4 separate regions of the Rattus norvegicus genome follow, and regions 2, 3 and 4 are each linked to region 1. The links are chromatin contacts, called in public Hi-C maps. All regions are on one chromosome and are shown on one strand. Each heading gives the region's core, a stretch centred on a gene start, on an enhancer-like site or on the middle of the called end of the contact. The rest is flanking DNA. Distances are from core to core; before and after follow the strand shown.

Evidence for each region. Hi-C and Micro-C count contacts between places; a contact is called where the count stands out from the background.
Region 2: a contact with region 1 is called in a Hi-C map of Schwann cells, with 7 times the contacts expected there. The contact joins the enhancer-like site here to the promoter of Plpp3 in region 1. A contact is called at or near these places in 5 of 12 Hi-C or Micro-C datasets (Schwann cells, hepatocytes, kidney and 2 more) and 1 of 1 datasets of contacts at active chromatin or transcription factors (oligodendrocytes).
Region 3: a Hi-C map of hepatocytes shows a contact between it and region 1, with 2.4 times the contacts expected there. The contact joins the enhancer-like site here to the promoter of Plpp3 in region 1. A contact is called at or near these places in 2 of 12 Hi-C or Micro-C datasets (hepatocytes and liver) and 1 of 1 datasets of contacts at active chromatin or transcription factors (oligodendrocytes).
Region 4: a Hi-C map of Schwann cells shows a contact between it and region 1, with 5 times the contacts expected there. The contact joins the enhancer-like site here to the promoter of Plpp3 in region 1. A contact is called at or near these places in 2 of 12 Hi-C or Micro-C datasets (Schwann cells and mammary epithelial cells).

What each region holds. Positions count from the first base shown.
Region 1 is chr5:125,154,749-125,157,734 of GRCr8, reverse strand. It overlaps Plpp3 (phospholipid phosphatase 3), which reads right to left and starts at 1,735. Exons shown (of 6, transcript NM_138905.2): 1 at 1,180-1,735. The coding sequence starts at 1,318.
Region 2 is chr5:125,294,114-125,297,557 of GRCr8, reverse strand. No RefSeq gene overlaps it. Among named protein-coding and RNA genes, the nearest start is that of Plpp3, 140 kb to the right of the region's middle. Within about 2 kb of position 1,512, at least 7 of the 93 cell types and tissues checked have an H3K27ac peak or open chromatin away from gene starts, as enhancers often do. A contact at or near this core is called in Schwann cells, where this site is marked.
Region 3 is chr5:125,356,995-125,360,209 of GRCr8, reverse strand. No RefSeq gene overlaps it. Among named protein-coding and RNA genes, the nearest start is that of Plpp3, 200 kb to the right of the region's middle. Within about 2 kb of position 1,944, at least 14 of the 93 cell types and tissues checked have an H3K27ac peak or open chromatin away from gene starts, as enhancers often do. A contact at or near this core is called in hepatocytes and liver, where this site is marked.
Region 4 is chr5:125,398,313-125,401,365 of GRCr8, reverse strand. No RefSeq gene overlaps it. Among named protein-coding and RNA genes, the nearest start is that of Plpp3, 240 kb to the right of the region's middle. Within about 2 kb of position 1,680, at least 2 of the 93 cell types and tissues checked have an H3K27ac peak or open chromatin away from gene starts, as enhancers often do. A contact at or near this core is called in Schwann cells, where this site is marked.

The DNA.
Region 1 (2,986 bases), core at 486-2,985:
AAGCCAGGTAGCCACAGTCAGCCCCGACAAAATCCCTTCCAAAGGGATGGAGTCTCCGTGCAGGAGTTCTATTTTGGGGGAACTGAACTGGGAACACAGATGTTTCTTCCGTTAGCAGTGCTGGCAGAACAGCTCCTGGACGGCATCCGAGTTCTTAATGCAGGAAGGGGCCTCACAGACCATCTACTTGAATCCACTCATTCAACTGAGGAGGAAACTGAGGCCAAAGGGGTAGTTAGGTGGCACGCCCAGCTGGTAGCAGCGGGGCGATGCTCTGGTGACAAGTTTTGCATACTTTTACATCAAAAGTCGCTTTAAAGGAAAAAGTCCCATTTTTACTTCAACCCTGGAACTATGGTGGATTTACGTCAATTGCTTCTCTCTTCCCCCTAGCCTGGTTCAATAAATCCTTCTCTCTTTCCCACTCCAATTCCTGTGCCTCCGGCTGCCCCTTTCAGCTGAAGTTTTCATCTGTTCTGATAAACAGAACGCTAGGGCCTCAACTTTGAGGCAGTGTAGCTCAACTGTGGCCCCCAAGCAAGACTGTGACTGCCTTTCTTTCAGTGGCCTCCCGGCACAAGTGAGCTAGTTTAAAACTGATGCCCGCGAAGCGGTCTATCATCCGGCACACAGTAGGCGCTCAACAAGTGATGTGCTCCTTGTAGCCCAGCACCTGGGTAGAGCCACGTTCCACCCTCTGCGGCTTTCAGCCAAGCGAGTAGCGAGTGACAAGGCCAGCTAGTGCGACTGGCCCTGCAAGGCAGCGCGACGGAAGGGGTGGATGTTTACATGCAGCCGGGGCCAGCAGCGCCACTCCGGTAGGAGCCCGCCTTGCCGGGAGACCGAGATGGGTCTCACTCGCGGACGCAGGGCGGAGAGCCACAGGTTTCCTCCAGATCTTGGAGCTCGAGCTCACACCTCCTTAGGGGTGATCTTCAGCTGGGAGTCCGTCACCCCTAAGGAGGTGGTTCCAGCTACCGCGAAAGCACAAGCACGCCCCAACTTGAAATCGCAGGCCGGGATTGAAATTGGGGTCCGGGAGGGCGGGGAGCTCGCGGCCAGCACGGCGCCCGGTGGTGGGGGAGATGGCTGCGGGACCCTGGGGGCTGACAGCGCGGCAGGGCCCGGGGTCGGGGGCCGGGAGGGGGGGTTGGGTGGGACTGGTGGGGCTGCGCTCACCCATGAAGAGGCAGAAGAGGTCGAGGCAGATGAGCAGCACCCGCTTGCTGCCGCCTTTCCTCGGGTTGTTGTTGAGCGCCGGGCTACCGCCGTTCTTACTCTCAGGGACGATCGCCTTGTCGTACTTGTAGCTTTGCATGGCGCTGGCTGCGGGGAGCCTCCCGGGGCGCTGCGGGCCGCCGCTGCTCAGGAGCGGATCTGCGGGCTCGGGACGCGGCGGCGAGTGTACAGCCCGGCCGAGTAGCTCCAACTGCAGACGCGGGTAGGTTTCCCCCTGAGCGCCTCTGCTTTCCTCTCAACCCCAAACTGTTCGCTAGTCCAAAGGGAAGAGAGCCAAATCCCGAGCAGGAACTTTTGCAAAACTGTGCTGTCCCGGACGCGCCGGGCTGGCGTGCGTCTGCGTGCTGAAGTTTGCGAGTGGGCAGCGTCGGCGTCCGGCCACGATCCTCCGCAGCTACTTAATGAATGGAGCAGCGCGGAGCCCTGCAACTCCGCAGCGTCCTGCAGCTAGCTCTCCACAGCGTCTGCCCAACTCCAACTCTGCCTCCTCCTTCTGCTCCTCCTCCTGCTGCTGCCGCCCGGGCTGCCGCTGTGATCGCTCGGTTTGTTTTCTGAGCTTATATTTCACGAGCGCCTTTAAAAGGCGAGGGGGGAGGAGAGGGACCTCCTTACTTGGCTCCAACAGGGTTCTGAAAGCACAGCCCCTTCCTTAAGCTGCCTAAAACGTAGGATAATTAAGGCCACATTTCCCCCACCCCCTTTCAAAAAAAAAAAAAAAAAAACCTGAAAGAAAAAGTTGCTCTCAAACCAGAGAATCCGGGAGCCCCTAGCGTTCAGAAACTCCAAAGCATCACAAAAGGGGGGGAAAACCATATAAATAAAAAGAAGCACTTTCTTGCTGGCCTTTGATTAGATGTGGGGAGAGGGTCGGTGGGAGGTCTACAATACTAAAATGCTTGCTTGCCTGCTTGCTTGCTTGCTTGCTTTATTTATTTATTTATTTATTTATTTATTTATTTATTTATTTACAAATTTCAGCCTTGAGTTGAATTATCCTAAAAATACAATTTTCAATTTAAGGTGGGTTTGTTGTTTTGGTTTTAACGTTCAGCACCGGATAGTTGTGTTAGATTCGGAAGATCCTGTGGTGTAAAAGATTCCGGAGCCAGACCCACCCTTCCCCACCGTCCCACCCACCCACCTCTGCTCTAGAATCCTGACTATGTCTCTGTGCCTTCATTTCCCAGCGAGTAGACTGCAGTCACGGAAGTATTTCTCCCCAGGCAGTCATGGTGGGGGAGATAACTGATTATTTCACACGCGCTTCTGTAAGAGAGCTTGTACACCAGAAGAGCTTCGTAAGTTGGGCCAATACTTCTATTTCTGAATTGGAAAACCAAAGCCAAGCCCACCCCCCTCTGCTAGTCCAGCTGGCCTCCAGCATACCCCAGCCTATTTGGCCTTGACTTTCAAGGAATCTGCTGTTTCCCCTTGAATGTGCTGATGATCCTCATGATGTTGATTACTTTTATATGAGTTGATCCCCACCCTCACCCCACCCTGGTCAAGAAAGAGAATTAACATTTGAAAGGCCCTTACACCTTCAATAGTATCTAGCCTGAGCGTACTACAATGTACAAAAGCACATTTCTTCCAAGGGTCGTTATAATACCGAGATGGAAATGGTTCCACCGTTCTAGCATTGTTGTTGTTTGTTTGAGACAGGGTCTCTCTATCTTTATATAGCCCTGGCTGCCTTAGAACTCACTTTTAGACCAGGCTGTCCTCAAACTCACAGAGATCTGCC
Region 2 (3,444 bases), core at 263-2,762, 140 kb before region 1:
TTGTGTTTTTTCACCTGTGTGTACATTTTTATGGGATAGAGTATGATTATGCCTGTTCAACACATGTACGTCTTCTGTAATAATCAAGTCCAAGGAATTACCATCTCCTCCTAGAACAGTTACCATTTCTTTGTGTTTGAAACTTACAAATCCCTTGCTTCTGTACCTTTTAAATAAAATCTACCAGTAGAAGGGTGTTGTGAATTGTAGTCATCCTGGGGTGTTGTGAAACACCAGAATTTATTCTAACTAGACTTCCAACATCCTGCAATCTTTTCTTTCAACAATGTTTCTGTTTCTGTCGCCTCTATCAGTTCCTGCAATCCAAAAATTCAGTTCAGGGTTGGAAAGACGGCTCCACAGTTAAGAGCACATGCTGCCTACTGCAAAGGGTGCATGCTGCCTACTGCGAAGGACGAAGGTTCAGTTCCTAGCATTCACACAGTGGCTCACAGTCCAATCCCAGAGGATCTGATGCTGCTTCTGGCCTCCATGGGCATCAGACACTCATATGGTTCAAAGACATATATCCAGGCAAAACATTCACATGCAATAATATAATTTATTAATTAATTAGTTAATTAATTAAGAAAACTTAATCCCTGTCCTATGCTTGTCTCTACAGATTTTAGGAGTTAAGAGTGCTGTTAGGCAGAAGGATATATATATATATATATCCATCTATGTGTGTGTGTATATATATACATACATATATATATATATATATATATATATATACATACATATATAAAATAGTTCAGTGCTAAAGCACTTACCTAGCATGAATAAGACCCTGGGTTTAAACTGAAGGGAGGAGGGAAAGGGGGAAAGTTGGGGCAATGGGAGGGAGGCATTGCTAAGCACTGACTGTCTCAGGACAGAAGCACCCCTGGCTTCAATTCTCCTCCTCCTCCTCCTCTTCTTCCTCCTCCTCCTCTTCTTCCTCCTCCTCCTCCTCCTCTTCTTCTTCTTCCTCCTCCTTCTCTTTCTCCTCTCCTCCTCCTCTTCTTCTTCCTCCTCCTCTTCCTCTTCCTCCTCCTCCTCCTATTCTTCTTCTTCTTCCTCCCCTCCTCCTCCTTCTCCTCCTTCTTCTTCCTCTCCCCTCCCCCTCCTTCTCCTCCTCTTCCTCCTTCTCCTTCTCCTCTTCCACCTCCTCCTCTTCTCCTCCTTCTTCTCCTCTCTCCCTCTACACACACACACACACACACACACACACACACACACACACATCAAAAAGCACACTTTACCTCACACAAATGTACAATTAATGACCTAGTAGGTGGGTTGTTAAACTCTCTGAGCCTCAAATTTTATGGGGAGAATGACATATGTACTCCCCCCACCCCCTTTAGAGTTTTTAGATTTCATGAGACAGAGCACTCAGAGTAGATGGAGCACTTCCCTACAGTTCAGGACTCAGTAAATGGTCATTATTGTCTTCCTCTGCCCTTTCAGAAGGGGAGTGTCTTGCCCTGTCTCTTGATGAATAATGGTAGCCCTTCTCTGAAACCTTGGCACCGGCTAGCACCCGTGCCCTTGGAATTTCAGCCTCTGTAGAGACAGGCCTTATGAGGGTCTTTCTTTGAATGCTCTCCTTGTGGGCAATTGGCTTGAATAAAAACTCAATCCAGTTATCGTGTATAATAATTTAATATGAACTACTTGCCAAACAATTCTTATGGCATTGTCTCAATTTTTTATTTAATTCTTTTACATTTTAAAATACTTTTAGACTTACAGAAGAAAACTTTCAAGGGTAGTAAAAAATATTCCCAGATAGTTTAAATACACTCTTTTCCAAATATCGACAGTACAAAGTAATGTGCCACATCCCAGTTAATGGATGAATACCAGGGTGTTTTTTATTAACTGAAGTCCATACCCTATGTGTTAGTATTTAATCTAATTATTACTTTTATGTTACAGTACACCATTATGATATCACCTTACATTGGGTTGTCCTGTCCCTCAGGCTCCTCTAGCCTGTGACTATTTTTCAAGCTGTCCTTGCTTTTTTTTAAGGCCTTGTGAGTTTTACAGAGAACTGGTCACATCTGCAGACTGTCACTTAATTAAGCATAGTCTCTTAAGATGGTGATACAGTCTGGTGCCTGGTGCTTGAAGAAGAAACACCATACGGTGTCACTGGTCACATCCTATCAAGAGTATATACTGTCAGCCAGGCATGGTGGTACATGTTTGTGGTCCCAGCAACCCGAAAAGCTGAAGGCTGAAGGATCACAGTGAGTTGGTGGTCAGCCTGGGCTACATAATGAGTTCACAGAACCCTGACTCAAAACACCAGCACACAGAAAAGAATATATACTATCACCAGACATGATAGCACATGTCTGAAACCCTCAGGACTCAGAAGGCTGACATAGGAAGGGTATAGCCTTAAGTCCACCTAGGCTATGGAGAGACTCCTCTATTAAAAGAGAAAAGCCAAGCAATTAAAAAAAACAACAGGGGAATTACTGTCCTCATGTCCTGTCACTGTCATACCAACCTTCATTACCTGGATGAGGAAGTGTTTTTTTTTTATTTATTTATTTATTTATTTATTTATTTATTTATTTATTTCTATGCTATAGTCTCCAGAAGGAAGTCACTGTGCACAGTGCACATTACTTTCCCACTCCTTGGGAGCAGGAAAGCTACAGATTGCTTGGAACTCAGTTGTATGGAAATCTGCATATATCCCCTTACTGATGTATTCCCTGTTACTGAATTATATCAGCATAAACAGAAATAATGTTCATATTTTGCATTATAATTCAGTGCTACTTTATTTACTTTGTTGTCCTAATTACTCTGGCCTTAGTCATTGACATCCCTTTCAGCATTTATTTGGCATGTTCATCATTGGGTTTTTTTTGTCTCATATTCATATGAGATAAATATGCACATATAATCGTGTATATGTACACCCTGGTGTCTCCAGTGCAACTTACGAGTTCCTCACTCAGGAATTCCTTGAAAATTCCTTGAAAATCTGACCCTACACATTTCCTGATTTCAGTGGCTTTTCTCATGTTTCTTGCATTCTTCAGGCCTGCAACACCAGCATCCTTTGGACAGCATTATGTTCTACTGTGAGCTTGAGATACAGCCTGCCTCCTGGACATGGAAAACCATTTCTCTGGGCTGTCATTTCCTAGCAGGGCACCCTTCCGTTAGCATGCTTACACCCTAGAGACTTTACTGGGAGAAGAGTCTCACCTTCAGTGTATGTTTCCCTTTGTCTTGGTACAAAGTACATGGTTCTCCTAATGACCTTAATCTCTTTAGCACCTATGTTCATCATATCTTCACTTGTATAGTCTGACTTTGGCCACTCGCGGCCTCTTTCCTACATGATTTTCTATTTTCTCTTCTCTGCTCTGTTCTTTGCTATCTATTCTTACTATAAAGCTGACTAAAAGCAATGAGCAACAACCATGC
Region 3 (3,215 bases), core at 695-3,194, 200 kb before region 1:
AATGTAGTATGTCCCTCAAGATATTGTGGAAAGGTTAAGTGACATACATTCATAAGCCTCATCAGTAAGGGCAGCACATGGAAGTCCATTCATAAATGCTCTCCAAAGCACTTAACGTTCTGCTAATTCTAGGACTTTTATTTTTCCTGGTTTTCGTGGCCTTTAAGTGACATTTTTTTAATTCCTTGTCCTCTGACTGTATAATCTTTCAGACTGTATTACTTCCTATGTTCAAGCCTTCTTTATTATATTAATTTTTAGATTATTACAAAAAATGTAAGTGAGTAAGCCATGAGGTTGGAGGCAATAAACTGCTTGTCATAGAAACATTCAACTCTGGATTTAATCCCAGATCCCTCATGAAAAATCAGGCATAGGGGTGAGTGCTTATGATACCAATACCACGGAGACATAGACAAGTGAATCCCAGGATTTACTGACCCGTCACGCTACACTAATCAGCAAATCCCCAGCCAGTGAAAGACCCTGTCTCAAAAACACAAGGTGGCACATGCCTGAGGAACGACACTAAAGGTTGACTTCTAACCTCTACACACATACATATACTCACACACGCACATGCTCATCTACACACACACACACACAAAATAAGTATTAACACGTATTGAGGGTCACTATTCCATGTCATGAAAGTTACATTTAGAATGGGTGGGGGGGCATAAGTTCAGTGCTGTCCTTTCCCTCCTATGCTTAGTCTGAACTACACCACTCCAGGCTCTGAAACCCCGTGAACACCAATGGGACCCCAGCCCTTCCCCTCTTCCCCTAAAGCAACCACTATTCTTATTTTCATGTTTATGGATTTGTTTTTTAAGTTTTACCACATGTGTTTAGTTTTCCAAGCCTATGGACTTTATATTAAAAGAATCATACTGGATGTTCTCTTATGCAACTCTTTTTTTCCACTTAGCATTCTGTTCTGGAGGCTCGTCTTTGCTGCTGCACAAAGCCCTGCTTTGTTGTTATTTTTTTTTTTTTGTCGTTTGCTGTTATTCCACTGTGTGGCTATTCCACAACTAATTTGGCCTCTCTAGTTTCCATAGCCACTTGGGTGGTTCCCAGGCTCTGCTAGTGTAGCTGTGTTGCTCTGAGTGTCCTCTGTATGTCTTCTCTGACTTTTTCCTAAACCCTATGCTCAGGAGTAACATTGTTGGGCAAATGGATTTACCTGTATTTATCAGGTAACTGAAAATTATTTCTCAAAATAATTGCATCAGTGTCTACTTTATGTTCCTTACATAAACGTTCCTCTAATTTCCTTCCCTACACTTCATTTCCTGATGTACTTTTTACTCCACCCACTTTCCTTTGGCTTGAGCCATCAACTGAGTTAACAAGCACTGAATGTTTATCTCTGGTTCATACTTCTTCCTAAGCTCCAGATCCATGTATTCAATGCCTTATTTAATAATCATGGTTGTCTTCTGGAAGCATAAGTAACATGCTATTACCTGAGTATACCTTTTCCAGAGAACTGTACCTACCATCTTTATCCCACTGTCAAACAAGACGGCAAAAACAGAGGGACCGTCTGACATTTCTTCCTTTCCCCTTTGCCCTCCCTTTGACAGATCCCTAAACTCTGTTGGTTCAACTTTCCTAGCATCTCAAAATATCTGTACCCTTTCTTCTATATACTTCTGATAATTCTAATCCTCTGCTTTCAGAGCTCATATCACAGCTCCATATTCTCATTCCTATCCTTGATGCTCGCCACACAAAGTAATGCGCAAGGGAGGAAAAGTCTGTCAAGGGTGCAGCTCAGCACCCAGTAGAATCAAGGCTTCTAGGTGGTTGACCGGGAAACTGTATTTGTTTCAGAATGAGAACCAACTCTCTTGCTTTGAAGTAACTCTACAGCAGCCCGCGCTGAGCCCTGCTGAGTCCTCGCACTCCCTGGCACCCTGCCACTGGTTTAATGTTTAAGCCATGCACATTGCTTAGATAATCACACGGAGACAGGTCTGACCTATCAGGCTGGATCGCCTGGGTGACCTTAGCCTATTTCTCCTAATAGGCTGACTGGTAGTGCTCCCTTGATGGTAACTCTCCGAACCTTGATCTTGAGTGAGAACACAGAACAGCTTTCTGCTCCCATAGTTGACATGAAGCATAAGCACAAAGGGAATCTCTGCTCTCTCAAGTCTTTGCAATCACAACTATAGCACTGGGGGACCATTCTCACAAATACAACCTTCATTCCATGTTTGTGGCTATTGGACTCAGGCAAGCAGAAAAGACCTGGAACTTTCCAGTTCCTTTGGAGTTCATTGCTATGGAATCTGGTCTTTTTCTTCTGTTGCAAAGAACAAACTCTTATGTTGGCATAAAAATAATGGCATTTGAATACCCGACTTCAGGGCACAACTGAGTCTTTCCAGCTGGCATTAGTTGGGGTTTTGGCACTTTCTCCCAGAACACGGGCATTCTCTATCTGGACAAAGGTCAGCTGTTATCTTCTCTCCAAAGCCATCAAACCCCAGAATAGCACTGGCTGTGAGAAGGCTAATGTCTTCCTGACACAGCCCAGTGTCAGCTTTCAAGGGCACCATTTCACATCCAAATGCCAGGGTGACATAAGGGAGACTTGTCTCTAATGCTCAAAGACCCTACAGAAGTCTGAAGGAACCAGTCAAGTTGCTGCCATGCTATGACACTGACTGGGTGAACGGAAATTAACTCTGGTTGAACACCTTCTAGTTCCAAGTATTTCATGTATACTGTCTTGTTTAATCTTCAGAACCACCTTCTGTGTGGGATATTATTAGTCTAGCTGACAAATCATTCCAAGAAAATAAATTCAACTTGAGTAAGTGTCTCACCAAGGTCAGAGGAGAGATTCTGGTTTAAGCACAGAACTTAGAACTTCCTGAAAGGTACTTTACATTATGTCATTTCACGTAGTTTAAAAGAAAAACAGTCAAATGAAGACAAGTGAGTTTTCTGAGTCTAGATTCTACTATATAACAAATACTATGTCCTACTTACAAGGTGTGAATGGCAATACTGAAGAGCAGAAAGACAAAAATAGAATAGATAAGATCAATAAATACCCGCCCTCAAATAGGCTTATGGAATGCAGTGGTAGGCAGTGGTGGGCAGTGGTAGGTAGTGGTAGGCAGTAGAAATTAGTGGTAGGCAGTGGTGGGCAGTGCTACATGGGCAGCTTAACAAAAATGTAGTGGGGTTAATGC
Region 4 (3,053 bases), core at 431-2,930, 240 kb before region 1:
TCTCCTCTATTCCTGCCCAAGACCTAACTAGAAACTGACATGTACACTTCATTCAGCTTCTGTGTCTGCTTGAACAGTAGTAGTCAGGAAACCACTGAATGGTGGCTGCTTCGTGTTTGAATAACTCCAGGAGTTATGCGTGGCGGTGTTCGAAAGCTGACAAAGCTCTTGCCATCCTGTGCCTGAGAGAGTGGGGTCAAGATGAGGGCTGGAACTCAGATGGAGAGAATGTGGTAGAGAAGCCCACCAGAGAGGACTGTGACCCTCATCAAGGGACAAAATGAACCCAACTAACCCCACAGGGAAGAACTCAGGAGAGTAAATACCTTGACATCATGTTCCCCTCTCCTCTCTATCTCCTACCTAGTCTTTCTTCAGTAGAACCCAAGTTTTTCCAGACAGAGCCCCAGGTATCTTCCATTCCAGGGACAGAGTCTGGTAGGGAAAGGTTACAGGTCAATATGGAGAGCAGAGGGTAGAGTCTGTTCACAACGGTAAAGCTTAGTGCTTTTGGTTATTAACAGGCAGACCTCACAGATTGAGTTGACTATTGCCTCACTCAAAGCTATCTTCTACACCAAGGACTCACCATCATGCTCGCTCTCCTATTCATTTCATGCACTGCCCACAAATGCGGAATGAATGCGCTAGAATTATGAGCACCTCCATGCCTGTCTTAGCCACCCGTACTTTGCTGTAGTCTCCTCACCCTTTTCTCCTCACAATTCAGTCACATGAATGGCTGTTACCCACAACAGCACCTTCTCTTAAAAAGCCCTATACTTCAGTGCTGAGCACTCCCATGCACGCACGCGCGCGCGCGCACACACACACACACACACACACACACACACACACACTCGCACACACACCCTGGAACCTTCCTACTATGTTTCCTTGGCACTCAGGCTGCTTCCACTATGAAACTTTCCCTGCTTCCCCCAGACAGATCCTAGTCTCTTTCTTCAAAGCCTCTTCTGCAGCTTCTAGTTTATGACATTTTATATTACAGATGTTTATAAGTCTGTCTCCACAAATAAACCATAAGCTTCTTTACAGCAGAGACTGTGTCTTACCTCATCTATTTCCCTGGAGTCCAGTGGAGCTTTTGGCACATTACAGAAATGCAGCATTTAGTTAAAGGATGAATCACTGAATTGAATAGATATTTGCAGCTAATAGGGCTTTCTTTTTGTGCACGCTTTTGCTTTCAGTCTTTCATTATTCTTCGTGCGCTTCCAACTCACAGTTTTATAGCAGAGACAGCTTATGTCCCGGGTACTCCAGCACAAACCGGCACTGGACACCATCTTCCTAAGGCAGGACCTCTGCCTGAAGGCAGACATCTTTGGGAGGTCAAGCGTGAGATCATCCATTCAGAGCCTGTCCATCGTACATCCGTCTGACAGATGGACCTTGTTAACCGGTAACTTGCCAACAAGCCCTTAGAAGCCCTTGTGCCTGCTTCCTAAATCCATTTTGGAGCAAAATCTATTTTATTAGCTGAAGACAGAAGAGACCAATTCCAAATATTTAGAAAGGCTTAATCTTGCAAATTAGCTAGCTGTCCTCTGGCCACATGGTGGCCACTTGTGTGGGAGGGAAGCAGGCCCATTTCAGGACAGACCCTTCTCTGTTTCTTGAAAAAACACAATAAAACACCCTTCCCCTTTCATCCACATCTGGCGGCTGCAAAAACAGTGACCCGTGGAATTCACATTTTCATAGTTGGCTATGGCAGGCCAGCATCCAGGGGTTGTTCTTGCTGCACTCATGAAAGCCTGTCAGAGTAAGCGGGCTTCTGACGGAGTGCTTATTGAAAAAACATACAGGGATTTCAGTTTCCCCAAATTAGAGAGAGCGCTTATGATAAGAATTCCTTTCATTGATTTCTCCTCCTCAGCTTCCCTGCTGTCCGGTGGTATAATTAATAGCCCTGAGTTTCCAATTTGTGAAGAACATTCTAGGGAAAATTCCCTAAGGTCAAATAGATCAAGAGATCCTAACTCTCAAATGTCCAGAGTTACGAAGAAATCATATTGTACCGTAATAGGGTCTCTTTCGCTAACTGGGCTGACAAAGGACTTTTCTTTGTTACCATTTTAGGCTGGAGATTTCTATGTGTACCCTATTCAGATTACAAGCTGTGGGCTGACTGTGCACCTTCAGAAAGTATCATATTGGGGTAAGATGGATCCCATGATAAAACATGGGTCATCAGTTCAAATTGTACTCAGCAAAAGAGGTCACGAGACAAGACAGGAGAAAGACATGGTGGACATTGCAAGGGACACTTAGGGAAATAACTTCATGAGGCACTAACATCTCAGAGAAAAAAATGGAAGGCCAAGAAGATACTAGCAAGAAAAAAGGAGTTCACCACAGTGGGCCCAAATTAAGCCCCCAAGAAAATGCCCAGAAGCCAAGAACTCTAGATGGGATGAGATAAGAGGGCACAAAGGGCCTGAGAGACAGAAAGGAGGTGTAGTGCCAGAGTTGGCCTAGTCTCTCTTCAAAAACAAGATGTATCCCAGTGTTGAGTCTGCAGCTGGATGACTTGCCTGTTTTGTAGTCTCCAGAGGAGTGAGGCTTTCAGAGCATGAGGGGTCAGTCTGAAGCTCACTGAGCCCAGCATTCTTCATGTCCACATGTCTATGTGAGGACATGGAGAATGTTTTATTTTCCTCTCTTCAAACCCAAGTTCTCCAGACAGCGCCCATTATGGTGCTTGATAAGGCATTTGTTGAATGAATTAGTAAGACATCTGTTGAATGAGTTGATGACTCAACAAACAATTTCCACCAATTTTATATTAACTCGGGCTAAAATTAGTGTTGAACATAGTTTCTGATTGACATCCACTCTGTGTTTGCCTCTTTGGTAAACATGGAGACAGATAAAGGTAATTCCAAACCTGTTTTTAGTTTGCTAGCCTCCAGTCAGCAGAAGCACTTTCCTCAGTCCATTGAGGCACTGACTGGCAAGTTTGAGCATCAACCATATCCAAGACTTATACAGAAAGGGGAAAAAAATTGTCACCTTCCTGTGCACAT